2 separate regions of the Cricetulus griseus genome follow, and region 1 is linked to region 2. Evidence: chromatin contacts called from public Hi-C data. All regions are on one chromosome and are shown on one strand. The core of a region is the stretch at or near the end of the contact, and the rest is flanking DNA. Distances in the headings are between cores, read along the strand shown.

Region 1 (5,553 bases), core at 158-2,657, 85 kb before region 2:
TAACCAAGCGTGGCTGCCGGCCTCTATTCTCTTTCCTGGCCCACAATCTAACAACCAACTAGTGTCCTTTTCCCTCCAAGCACTCCAAGGCGACTCAGGATGTATCTCACTTTCAAAAGATTTCCAGAAAAGCGGTTCTCCAAGGCCGGGCCCGGTTTCAGTACGGTCTGACTTTCCGGAGCACGACTTTCCGGATTTATGCTTAAAAAAAAAAAAGTCAGTTTCTGGTGCAGCTTCGGACAGTTCTGGCTAAGTAGGGTCACTCTGTGGTTAGGATTACAGACTTCGGAGTCAGTCTTCCTTTAACATTTCCAAGTCTGTCATCTCTCTTTGGGGTGTTTTATGTCTCAGCAAGTCAGATGAATCAGGCTCAGAATCCATCCCTCTTCCCCCACAACTTCAAATCTAAGCCTCGCCCTCCTTACACTGCGCTGTGGACTGGCCTCTGCCCAAAGCCCAGCGCATCTCTCAGGAAGACACAGGACTTAAGCTTGTCTTCGGCGCATTTACTGTCCATCCAAAGCCTGGGACGTCGCCACGCTCACTGTCACAATCACTTTCCGGGAGAAGGACGTCCTCCTGTTTCCCCATTTAATCAGCATGCAGCCAGATTCGGTGTCCTGTGAGTCTACAGGTGAGGAAGGAACCCGAGACTCACAAGGTCAAGCGTCCTGCACACGGGGCGGGAGGAGACTGTGCTCAGGTTCCCTGGAGCTCTAAGGCACACGGCTGGCTGAGACTCCTGCAGACCTGGGTTCGAAACCCGGCTGAGCCTCGGAGCTCAGTCACCTCCTCGCGCCCGTGTTTGGTTCTGAAGGCAGGGTTTCCAATTCGGGACTGTTACTAGCACGATAAAGCGTGAGCCAGCAGCGCCTGGCTCACGGCCGCAGGAACTATAAATGTGAGCTCCCTTTCAGACCCCAAGCCTGGCGAACGGCTTGGCTTCTCCTATTTCTACAGCGGCTCCTCCCTCCCGGAGCTGCCCAGGCCACCGGGGGTGCCAACTGTGGAGCGCTGCGCCGGTCTTGACGCTGCATCCGGCACCAGCGATCCTTCAGAGGCTCCGGGGAGAGCGGCGGGGAGCTGGGGCGGGGAGGCAGGAGAGAGGACGGGATAGAGGGGGCTGGGCGGAACGCAGAGAGAGCTGGCACCCCCTGCGGAGGCCCCGCCACACGGCCCGCACCTCCAGGGTCCCCGAGGGGCCCAGGCTCTCCCTCTCCCCGCCCTTCATCCCAGCGTCTTCCCTTCCTAGCCAGCCCTGGGTGGGGTCCCCAGCGCATCCAAAGGCAAACAGTGGTCCGCCGGCTCTGCGTCCCCAGAGCTCCGGCCCCGCCCTCCAGCCCGCCCCGCCCCGCCCCTCCGCTCCGCTCCCCTCCCCGGCCGGGTGGCAGGAGGCGGGCGTGCGCGCGGGGCTCGGGGCGGAGGGGAGCGAGCGTGCAGCTTCTCTGCGCCCGAGCCGCCGGGCAGAAGCCGTGGCTGCCGGTCGGTCCCGAGTGGGCGGGGAGCGGGGCGCAGGAGCCCGGCGCGCGCCGCCAGACAAGTGTTTTTTTTGTGTGTGTGTGTCTGGGTGCCAGGCCGCGGCTGCCTGCGAGCTCTGAGCGCGCGGCGCAGGGGATGCGAGCGGCCGCCGAGGCGGCTGTGCCGGGAGAACCCGAGCGCCGCTGACCCGAGCGAGGGGAGAAACTCCCCCGGGTCTGCCGAGTGAGGGGGAGGGGACGGCGGGAGCGCGGGGCGCACGCCGGGCGGGGCAGGGGGTCAGTGATGACCGGGCGCGCGGGGAGGCTGCACGCCGCCGCCGCCACCGCCGCCCGGAGCATCTGCCGCCTGAGCTGCGGATCGCGGCCGCCGCCCGGGCCATGGAGACGCTGAACGGCCCCGCGGGCGGCGGCGCCCCGGACGCCAAGCCGCAGCCAGCCGGCCAGCATCACCGCCACCACCACCTGCACCCGCTGGCCGAGAGGAGGCGGCTGCACCGCGCACCCTCGCCCGCCAGACCTCTCCTCAAGGATCTGCACACGCGGCCCGCCGCCGCCACCCCCTCTGCGGGCCGTGCCCCGACTCCCGCCGCTCCGCGCTCGCCCAGCCTCGCCGGCAAGGCGCCGCCGTCGCCCGGGCCCCGGCCGCAGCCGGCCGCCTCTCCCGGCGCAGCGGCGTAGTCCCCGGCGCGAAGGACAAGCCGCCGCGGTCGCCGGAGCCAGGGCGGCGGGCGGCGCCAAGGCCACCCCGGGGACCAGGAGGGCGGCGCGCGCGGGGCCGGCGGAGCCACTGTCCCGGGTCGGGAGGCCGGCTGGGGCCGAGCCGCCGCCTGCCGCCGCGAAGGGCCGCAAAGCCAAGCGCAGCCCCGGGACGCCTCCGGCTCGCGCCGTCGGGCCCCCGGCCCCCGCCGCCCGGGTCCCCGCCGTGACCCTCTCTGTGACCTCGGTGGCCGGCTCGCGTATCAGCCACACGGACAGCAGCTCGGATCTCTCGGACTGCGCCTCGGAACCCTTGTCTGATGAGCAGCGCCTGCTCCCCGCAGCCAGCAGCGACGCCGAGTCGGGGACCGGCTCCAGTGACCGCGAGCCCCTGCGCGGAGCACCCACCCAGAGCCCCGGAGCCCGCGGGCCACCTCCGGGCAGCCCCGAGCCCCCCGCGCTGCTCACGGCGCCCCCTGTCGCTGATGCCAGTCTCGGGGGCCGAAGCAGCCCAGGCGGGGCACCCTCGGGGTCTCCGGGACCCGGTTCTGTGGAGGATGTTGGGGGCCGAACGCCACCGGAGAGGACGATTCTCGGGACCCCCAGGGAGCCTGGCTTGGGCGAACAGCCCCGGCTCCTGGTGGTGGCTGAGGAGGAAGAGCTGCTGAGGGAGATAGAGGAACTGCGTTCGGAGAATGACTACCTCAAGGTGAGCGTCTCTGGGGTGGCAGGTGTCTCCGAGGCCGACCCCGGGTCCTCTGGCTGCCCTCAGGGCCTGCGAGCCCAGTCTCCCGGGGGCCTCATTAACTCCTTACCTCTTACACTTTGCACTGCACTGCACCCCATATCCACTAGGTTTTGGTAACTTAACCCTAAACTTGTGGGAAGACCTGTAGGTCTGGTTTTTAGCCTTTGGCTCTTGCTGTTTGTAAGAAGTCTTGCGTGTCTTCGCTGACGTCGTTTAGGTGTCTGTCAATCGTTCTCAGTACACTGACCCCTGCACTGTCACCTGTTGACGGTCACCTAGAAGCCCAGCCGCGACCCTACACGTGCACTTGTGTGTGGTGTGGTTTCCAGGTGCTGGACTTACCCGCAGGTCCTCCTGTGGGTTCGGAAAGCTGGGCCCCCCACTCGGTATCCTCCAAGTCTCTGGGGTATAGCAGAGAGGGCGAGTCTTTTTAGTGATAAACAGATGTTAAATTCAGACGAAGGGCCTTGAACTTGTGGCCTGTGTTCAGGGACAGCGATAGTGTGTGTGTGTGTGTGTGTGTGTGTGTGTGTGTGTGTGTGTGTGTGTGTGTGTGTGTGTGAGCAGCCCTTTGTAAGTGACCACAAGTAGTCTTCCAACACCTGTGTCAAGAAAGGATACACAGGCTCTTTCGAAAGAACTGCAGCCTTCCACTCTGAGTGTTGTCCAGTGTGGCCTGCTAGCCATGGTCTTGTCTGGTTAACATTGGGACAAATAATCGGACTCCATCTTCTCCCCAGGGCTGGCCTGTAGGAGAGGGTTTAAACAACGTTGGGGGTGAGTTAAGGACAGTGGAGATGGTTGGATAAGAGAAAACGAAGGGGGGAGGTAGTGAAAGTGACCTAATTTGTTGTGATCCTTAGGTTAGTAAATAACTCCAGGAATGTAAATCTGTTCACTCCTCTGTTAAGATCATGAATATCCTGCCCAGAGCCAGGCCGCCCATGGTTGTGCGATTTTCGTTAGCAGGTGTTGAACCTGCCTGATTGAGGCTGGGATGGAGGTTCAGGGTTTTGAGGTGACGGTGGTGAAATGTACAACTCAAGCTGGAATGAACACCTTCATGGTGGGTCCTCTGAACCCAAATGGTTTATCAGAAGTGACTCTTGAGTCCAGTAATGAGGTTATCATAGGTGTAGCAAGGCAGACGGAAGCGAGAACAGGCACTGGGGATGCTTCCGATAGTGTGTTTGCTCTTGTCGCTTGGTCTTATGTAATAGATAGCAGCAGAGTGCATTTGTTTCAGAGGTGTGGACAGAAAAGGCAGCTGTAACGCTGTGCAGATGCCTAGTTAAACACAGTCCCGCAGGGTGCAGGGTGGGAGAGGAAATCATGCGTTTGCAGCCCCAGCAGTAGGCTTAACTCACGGACTATGACCTGCAGTAGTTCTGCAGGATTCAAACTACTGGGCAAAAAAAAAACCCGAAGTTTTCTTTAAAGAAACTGTCACAGCATCCTTGATCTCAGAGCAGGCAACTTAAGACACCATTTCTAAGCTAATTCTTGATTGCCGCCTTATTTGCTTTGCCTACATACTTGATTTGAAATGCACGATTAGATCCTCAGTGAGGGAAAACAGCCATCTGACCTTGGAGTCTGATTTCTATGCATTTGTCATTTCACTGGACCCTCACCACACGAATTGGGTTTTGCCCATTTCCTCCACACACCACCATTCTAGGTGTAGAACTCTCCGGCCTGAGCATGCTAAGCAAGATCTGTGCTACTGCCCCACGCCCTCCAGACCCTGCTGCTGTTACGTCACAATTCCAATTCCTCAGGCAGAATGCTAGGTATCAGACACTATGCTTTGCCCAGGGCTACCCTGCCAAAAAAGTGGTGCTCCCTTCTGTTGCCCCTTCCAGAGCCTGCCCACCAGGCTGCACTCCACTTGGCAGCAAAGCTGGCGTATACCGTGCAATGCCTCAGAGCTTCTTCTTCTTCTTTTTTTTTTTTTTAGCTTTCCTAGGGGACCTCTGTTTTCTTCTCAGGTGAAAGGCCTATATGAGTATGTCTCACTGGCCTGTGTTCGAAGGGCTACAAAAATTCCGCTCTAAGGTTTGATTTGCAACAAATGTTGTGTTGCTGCTTTCCAGGGAGAAAGTGTCCTGGCAGCCTGTTAGCTGAGCCTGTAGAGTCTATCCTTCAGCCTTTCCTTGGACAGCAGGAGATAGAATTGGTTAGACAGGGTCTGAAGGAGAACAGGAAGCAGAATAATGCCTGTGTATGTATGCCGTGTGTCTGCTGGGTCCTTTGGAAGCTTGAGTTATATATAGTAGTTCAATTTCCAAAAGAGTAAATCAATTTCCAAGAGTGAAGAGTCCTAATGGACTTCCCTGCCCATCAGCGAGCCTGCCCCCTTGCGTAGAAATTGGTCGGACCTCATGGCAATGACCTCAGAAGGTGTGGTCATTCCTTTGTTGCACATGTAGCTAGAATGTATGTATTATAAACTTAATCTTGCCTTTTACCTTGCCCCCCTCCTCCCTCCCATTGGTAGAAGAACTCGTGTTTCTTACACAGAACTCCTGAGACAGCATCTGTCTGCCCCAATGTCCTCTAATAAGAAAGTTTGTGCAGAGATTTTACATCTATAGGTTCTGGATGGCTGTGGCTACTCCATACATTACG
Region 2 (5,643 bases), core at 1,151-3,650:
TGGAGCCTCTGAGCTGCTGAAGCCTTTTGCCTGTTTTTAACTCCAGTGAATACTGCCAATGGTAATTCTCCTTAGCTGGAAGAACATCTTTAAAAATTATTTCAGCCATTGCCGGGTGTTGGTGGTGCACGCCTTTAATCCCAGCACTCGGGAGGCAGAGGCAGGCGGATCTCTGTGAGTTTGAGTCCAGCCTGGTCTCCAGAGCGTGTGCCAGGATAGGCTCCAAAGCTACACAGAGAAACCCTGTCTCGAAAAAAAAAAAAATTCAGCCAGGTTCCTGGGGTCCGTGATATGGAAAGACATGGTTAAGCAAAGCCTAGATGTGGTTGTGATGTGTCTTGTTGATCAGCACACTGGAATTCCTCCTCCTGTCATTTATAAAACTGCCACCGTGAGCAGTTGTAATTTACAAGAATAAAACTTTTCATTAATTTTTTAAACAATTTTATTTATTTATTATGTATACAACATTCTGCCTGTACGCCAGAAGAGGGCACCAGATCTCATTACGGATGGTTGTGAGCCACCATGTGGTTGCTGGGAATTGAACTCAGGACCTCTGGATGAACAGCCAGTGCTCTTAACCTCTGAGCCATCTCTCCAGCCCTCATTAATCTGTTCTAATAAATTGATCACTACAGCTCCTCAAGTGTAAGAGGCTCAGTGAGTGAAGCTAGCATCTCAGGGGGTGACCTGCAGGCTAGCCGTGAGCCGACAGGCCACACAGTTCCAGTGTGAGGAGGAGGCTTGTGTGAGACCAGGAGCTTGGTCTCTCACAGAGGCAGGTCTTGGCTTCTCCCGTAATGAGCCGCTGTCGTCGGGGAAAAGCCAGTCTCTAGAACAGCAGAATGTAACTAAGCCAAGTTGAATGATCATCTTGGGTGCTGCTTTCAGAGTGAACATTCAGAGAATGCACCTGGGTTTGCCGAGCTTAGCGTACAGGGGGGTCACCAGACCGATGGAACATACCAAGAGGACCCTGACCGAGGCTGCAGCCTTCTGGTGGGAGAGCATGCCCCACACTCCCCGGGACAGATCAGCGAAAATGGATCTCGGCTTCAGAACGCAGAAGGGGGACCGCTCAACCGGCAGGTGAGTGCCTGGCTCTAAGCCCGGTGTTCCATACACCGAGGTGGCTGTTGGGCCATGTCTCTGACATCTTTTTTTTTTTTTTTTTAAAGATTTTATTTATTTATTATGTATACAACATTCTGCTTCCATGTATATCTGCACACCAGAAGAGGGCACCAGATCTAATAACGGATGGTTGTGAGCCACCATGTGGTTGCTGGGAATTGAACTCAGGACCTCTGGAAGAGCTGCCAGTGCTCTCAACCTCTGAGCCATCTCTCCAGCCCCTGTCTCTGTCATCTTACTCCAAATGTTGATGTTCCTGGATGCAGAGAAGTCCTCTGCTGACTTGACCACCTGTCAGTATTGGGGGGTAGAGTAGGGGTGGCTACAATGTTACTAGCCATCGGGCTGTTCCTGAGTTCACTCCAGTGTCAGCTCATCTATTCATTTGGTTAAGGCGTAACTCAGGACCATTGTAAGATCAAGTCTATTGAGTATTTGTGCCTCCTTAGATCCAGAAAATTTGTCTCAGAAGATAGATATTCATTAGATAGACTTTTAAGCAGAGAGACTACTCATTTCTATCAAAGCCAGGGAACAACCTTGCAGGGCTCTGTGGTTGGTGTTTAACTGAAGTCATTGCCGGCAACACTGCATTGGTAACATAGTTTATAAGGAAAAATAAAGAAGTATTTGTTTAAATTCCCATCATGCACAAAGTGTTTCACGTTTCTCTTTGACCACTTAAAACACACACCCAAATGAAAATACATGGTGACGCTTTGGAAAAAATATCATAGTGTGTGTGAAGAGGAATTGGCTTTAAATATTAATTACTAAATGTACTACTGTGAGTACTACAAGGACACCCTGAAAACCAAATCCCCCACATGCACTATTGATAACAAACTTTATCATGTTATTTATTTTGCATTCCTTTTGATTTGGAGACTTGAGATCCTGAGGAGGCTCAGGGAGTACTTGGAAAACTCCAGGCTTTTCAGAGAGTTCCTACAGAAAGCCTGGAGTCCCCGCCCTGGCTGCTTGCTTGCTGGTGTAAGGGTGCAGATTTTGGCACTGGGCATGGCCCAGCCTTCCAGCCACAGGCATTCTGGATTACTCCTGCAGTCTGTTCAGCAGCTGCTACTTCTCACCTGTCTCCTCTGCCCACAGTGGCGTGGGTCACGTGGGAGGATGCTGTGACCAGCCCCTCATTGCAGATTCCAACAAGATCGTGGTGCCTTTGCAGTGCAGGCTAAGGGGATGTTTCTGTCTCTTCATATACAAATCAGAACAGTTGTCTGTGCCCCACCCACCTTCGTTTTCCCTAACAATGTGACTCAGGATGGGGTTAATAACTTTCAAAGGGGCCTCTCCTTGGAGTCATCAGGAAGTGCGTCAGTGTGCCAGAATCCCTGGGGAGACCTGAGGTCATGGAATAAGTTTTCCAGCAGTGATCTAGTTAGAAACTAGAATGTTACCAGTCATGAACAAAGCTTTAAAAGGCAGGCATTTTATTGTTTTGGAAAGTGGTATTGTCAGTTCTCCGCAGTGTTGGCGATAGGCTCCCATCTATAGACAGACCTGCCCTAGCTTAAGACCACGTGCTGGGCATTTCCCAGGAGTTCATGCAAACTCTTTGGAAAAGGGAAGAGATGCTGCACATCTGGTTTTCTAAACAGTCATGGAAAATGTCACCCTTGGGGTGAACAATAATGTAAAGTCACTCAGCCGGAACCACCCACCAGAGTGTCTGAATGTTTATCTCCCCCTGTCTTCTGTGGTTACTCTTAAAAGTGGGACAGGCTAGGACAGGCATGTGGGTTTCCACTGGGTGCAGCGTGCTGGAGGATGGGCTGAAGGGGGAGTGCGCATGTCAGAATTAGGTCTGCATTTCATTGAATCTGCCAGCCCGCAGCCGTGAAAGCTAATGTGTGCACAGTGCCATTCGGAAGAGGACAGGGGATTAATGAGCCCTACCGGAAGCGACAGCTGGCTCGCTGAGAGTGAACAGTCTCTGTTAGAAGATTCGCCTCCCTGGGAGTGGCATGGTTGTTAGCTGGGCAGCCTGCACGCAAGAACCCATAGATATGTTTTTGAAGAGCTTCTGTGCAGAACCATGGCCCCCTCAAAGCCGGCAGAACCTTGGGGAATGGCTTTCCCAAGGATGAATGAGCAAGTAACAAAAAGTAACAAAATTTCTCCCTCCGTTGTGGATTTGTATCTTAACCACAGAACACTGTAGATGGCATCATTTATTATAAACAAAGAAGTTTAAAAAAATATCAAATGTACCCACTCACACTGAGTGCAGGTCAGAAGCAAAATCCATCAGTTTGGCAAACATTTGGCTGTGCCAATGTTCCCTGCCTCCTCGGCCTTTAGTTACACCATCCCATGGCAGTGACCTTCAGCGTAGTATGAGCTTTCATTTTCCTTGCTGCTGTGTCAAGCTGAGGCTGAGCAGGGGAGAGCCGACTGTATCACTCCCATCAAGCTCTGAGCTGTCGGCTGCCCAGTGGCCATTTTCAGCCAGCATTCCTGAGGCTGTTTATGGATTTCGTACTTTTAGTAATTCCTGAAACTGTTAGACCCTCAGAAAGCTGAGGCTTTCAGAATCTTAGCCCAGGACGGCGGCCACCCCAAACACAGAATGGAGGCGAAAGCTTGATGCAAACTGCATGAGGCTTTATTGTAATTTAACGAACTAACCCCATGTTAGCTCGGGTCTTTCACCCACCCGCCATGGCGGATGGCGAGAAAAGACGGCTCCTTGGGTCTCCCAAAAGATCTTATAGGGCAGCGTAAGGGGAGTGTCTAGGGGTACGCACAGGCTTACGATTGGTGTGCCTCCAGGCTTGGAGGGCTTGCCCTGTGTTGATTGGTCAACTGGTTGTTATGGCCCATAGGCCCTCCCAGGGCGGTTGCTATGCTCTCTACGTCATTGCTGTGCGCTTGTCCGTAAAGCACACCCAGAGCCATAAAGCATAGCGCCACCAGCTAACTTCCGATTGGCTCCTTGTCATGAGACAGGCATCTGACTTTCTAGTGACTAACTTCTGATGGGTTCCTTGTCACGAGACAGGCATCTGACCTCTACGTGACCAAGGCAGGTTTATGGCAAGCATGTGTTCGGCTGTAATGGCTGCCAAAAGGGAAGCCGGTTCCTTTAAAACCAAGGTCTGAAACACAGGTGATTCATGTTGTCAGTATTGGGACCCTGTGGTCCTAGGGTGGCTTGGATAACTAGAGAGAAAGCAGCTTGTTTTCCTGGCATCAGAATAATTAATTAAAGAGAGACGACACAGTTTATGTTATGAATGAGGTGAGCCTAACATAAGATTCACTGTAAGAGCTTGAGAAGTTCTGTTTCACATTAAGCTCTAAGACCTCGTTCTGCTGCTAGGGTCCTTCGTCCCCAGTCCAGCCCCGGTGTTAAACGCCGTAAGAGGCTGCCCCCAAAGCTGGCCTTCCTTCTACTAACAGGCTTTGACCAACTCTAGTACTTGAAACCTTGTTTTCTAGCTATCCATGCTGCCTTTCTCTCTTTTTTTCCTCCCAGGACAATGAAACTTATAGAAAAAGCACTTCTAATAGATGAGATTAGCATGTCAGAACTTATTCGGGAGGCTGAGGCAGGAGAATTTCAAGTTAGAGACCAACCTGCACTACATAGCTGAATTTGTCTAAAAAACAAACAACAGACCTCAGTGACTGAGGATGTAGATTAGTTCAGTAGTAGGACAGCCAACTGGAATGCACAAGGCCCTGTGTTCAGTCCCTGAACAGTTAGATCTTTAAAAAGTTCCCCTCTTGAGTCTAGATAGTGTTTACATTTTGGCTTTGTGCAATATGGCCTGGTTTATTCTGTAGACCCTGCCACTTCTGTAGCTTAACTAGAAGCCAGACCAGAGCAAACCAGACCAGAGCAAACCAGACCAGAGCACAGGATCACACACAGTTGGTGTTTGTTGTGTTTTGCTGCTGTTGTCTCCGGAAACTGCACACACAGGTACTCAAGGTAATTGGTAAAAGGCCTCCCTCAGCCCCCAGTCTCCCTCCCAGAATTCGCCACAGGTGGTTTATAGCACACCTTCCTTCCTCAAGGGAGGTGTATGTGTTGGGGTGGGGATACTTAGTGCTCTTTTGAACACTGGTTCTGTCGCAATGATCCCCTGACGAGCTCTGGTTTCTCAGCTCGTGGGCTGGTAACTCTGTGTCTAAGCTACTAAAGATGGCCTCCTTTAGAGGCTCTCACCCACCTGATTTAATTCCTGGGGGGACTCTTGGGTAGGCACAGAGCCCTCCTAGCCATGAGCCCCCAGCACATGCCCAGCCAGAAGGCAAATGACTTCTTACTGAAAACTCACCATGGGTAGCACTGTTAAGGCCAGTCTTCGGAGGAGCCCATTTTTTTTTTTTCTGCACAAAGATCTCGGTTTCAGAAAAGAAGTTACTCTCAGTGTCACAATGAAGGCCAAAGTGACAAATGACTTATTTAGGAAAATGTTGCTGATAGATCTATCATTTTAAGGTCTTGTTTGGGATTTGCTGCCAGAAGATGGGGGG

Evidence for each region. A called contact is a pair of places that touch in the nucleus more often than the background predicts.
Region 1: a Hi-C map of the CHO-K1 cell line shows a contact between it and region 2, with 2.8 times the contacts expected there. The contact joins the promoter of Mtcl1 here to the enhancer-like site in region 2. A contact is called at or near these places in 3 of 8 Hi-C or Micro-C datasets (the CHO-K1 cell line and fibroblasts).

Annotation. Positions count from the first base shown.
Region 1 is chr2:455,369,598-455,375,150 of CriGri-PICRH-1.0, reverse strand. It overlaps Mtcl1 (microtubule cross-linking factor 1), which reads left to right and starts at 1,407. Exons shown (of 17, transcript XM_035441173.1): 1 at 1,407-2,115; 2 at 2,118-2,183; 3 at 2,186-2,883. The coding sequence starts at 1,857. It overlaps LOC118238441 (a long non-coding RNA gene), which reads right to left and starts at 1,320. Exons shown (of 2, transcript XR_004768773.1): 1 at 1-1,320.
Region 2 is chr2:455,285,353-455,290,995 of CriGri-PICRH-1.0, reverse strand. It overlaps Mtcl1 (microtubule cross-linking factor 1), which reads left to right. Exons shown (of 17, transcript XM_035441173.1): 11 at 895-1,092. Among named protein-coding and RNA genes, the nearest start is that of Mtcl1, 86 kb to the left of the region's middle. Within about 2 kb of position 2,400, at least 3 of the 6 cell types and tissues checked have open chromatin away from gene starts, as enhancers often do. A contact at or near this core is called in the CHO-K1 cell line and fibroblasts, where this site is marked.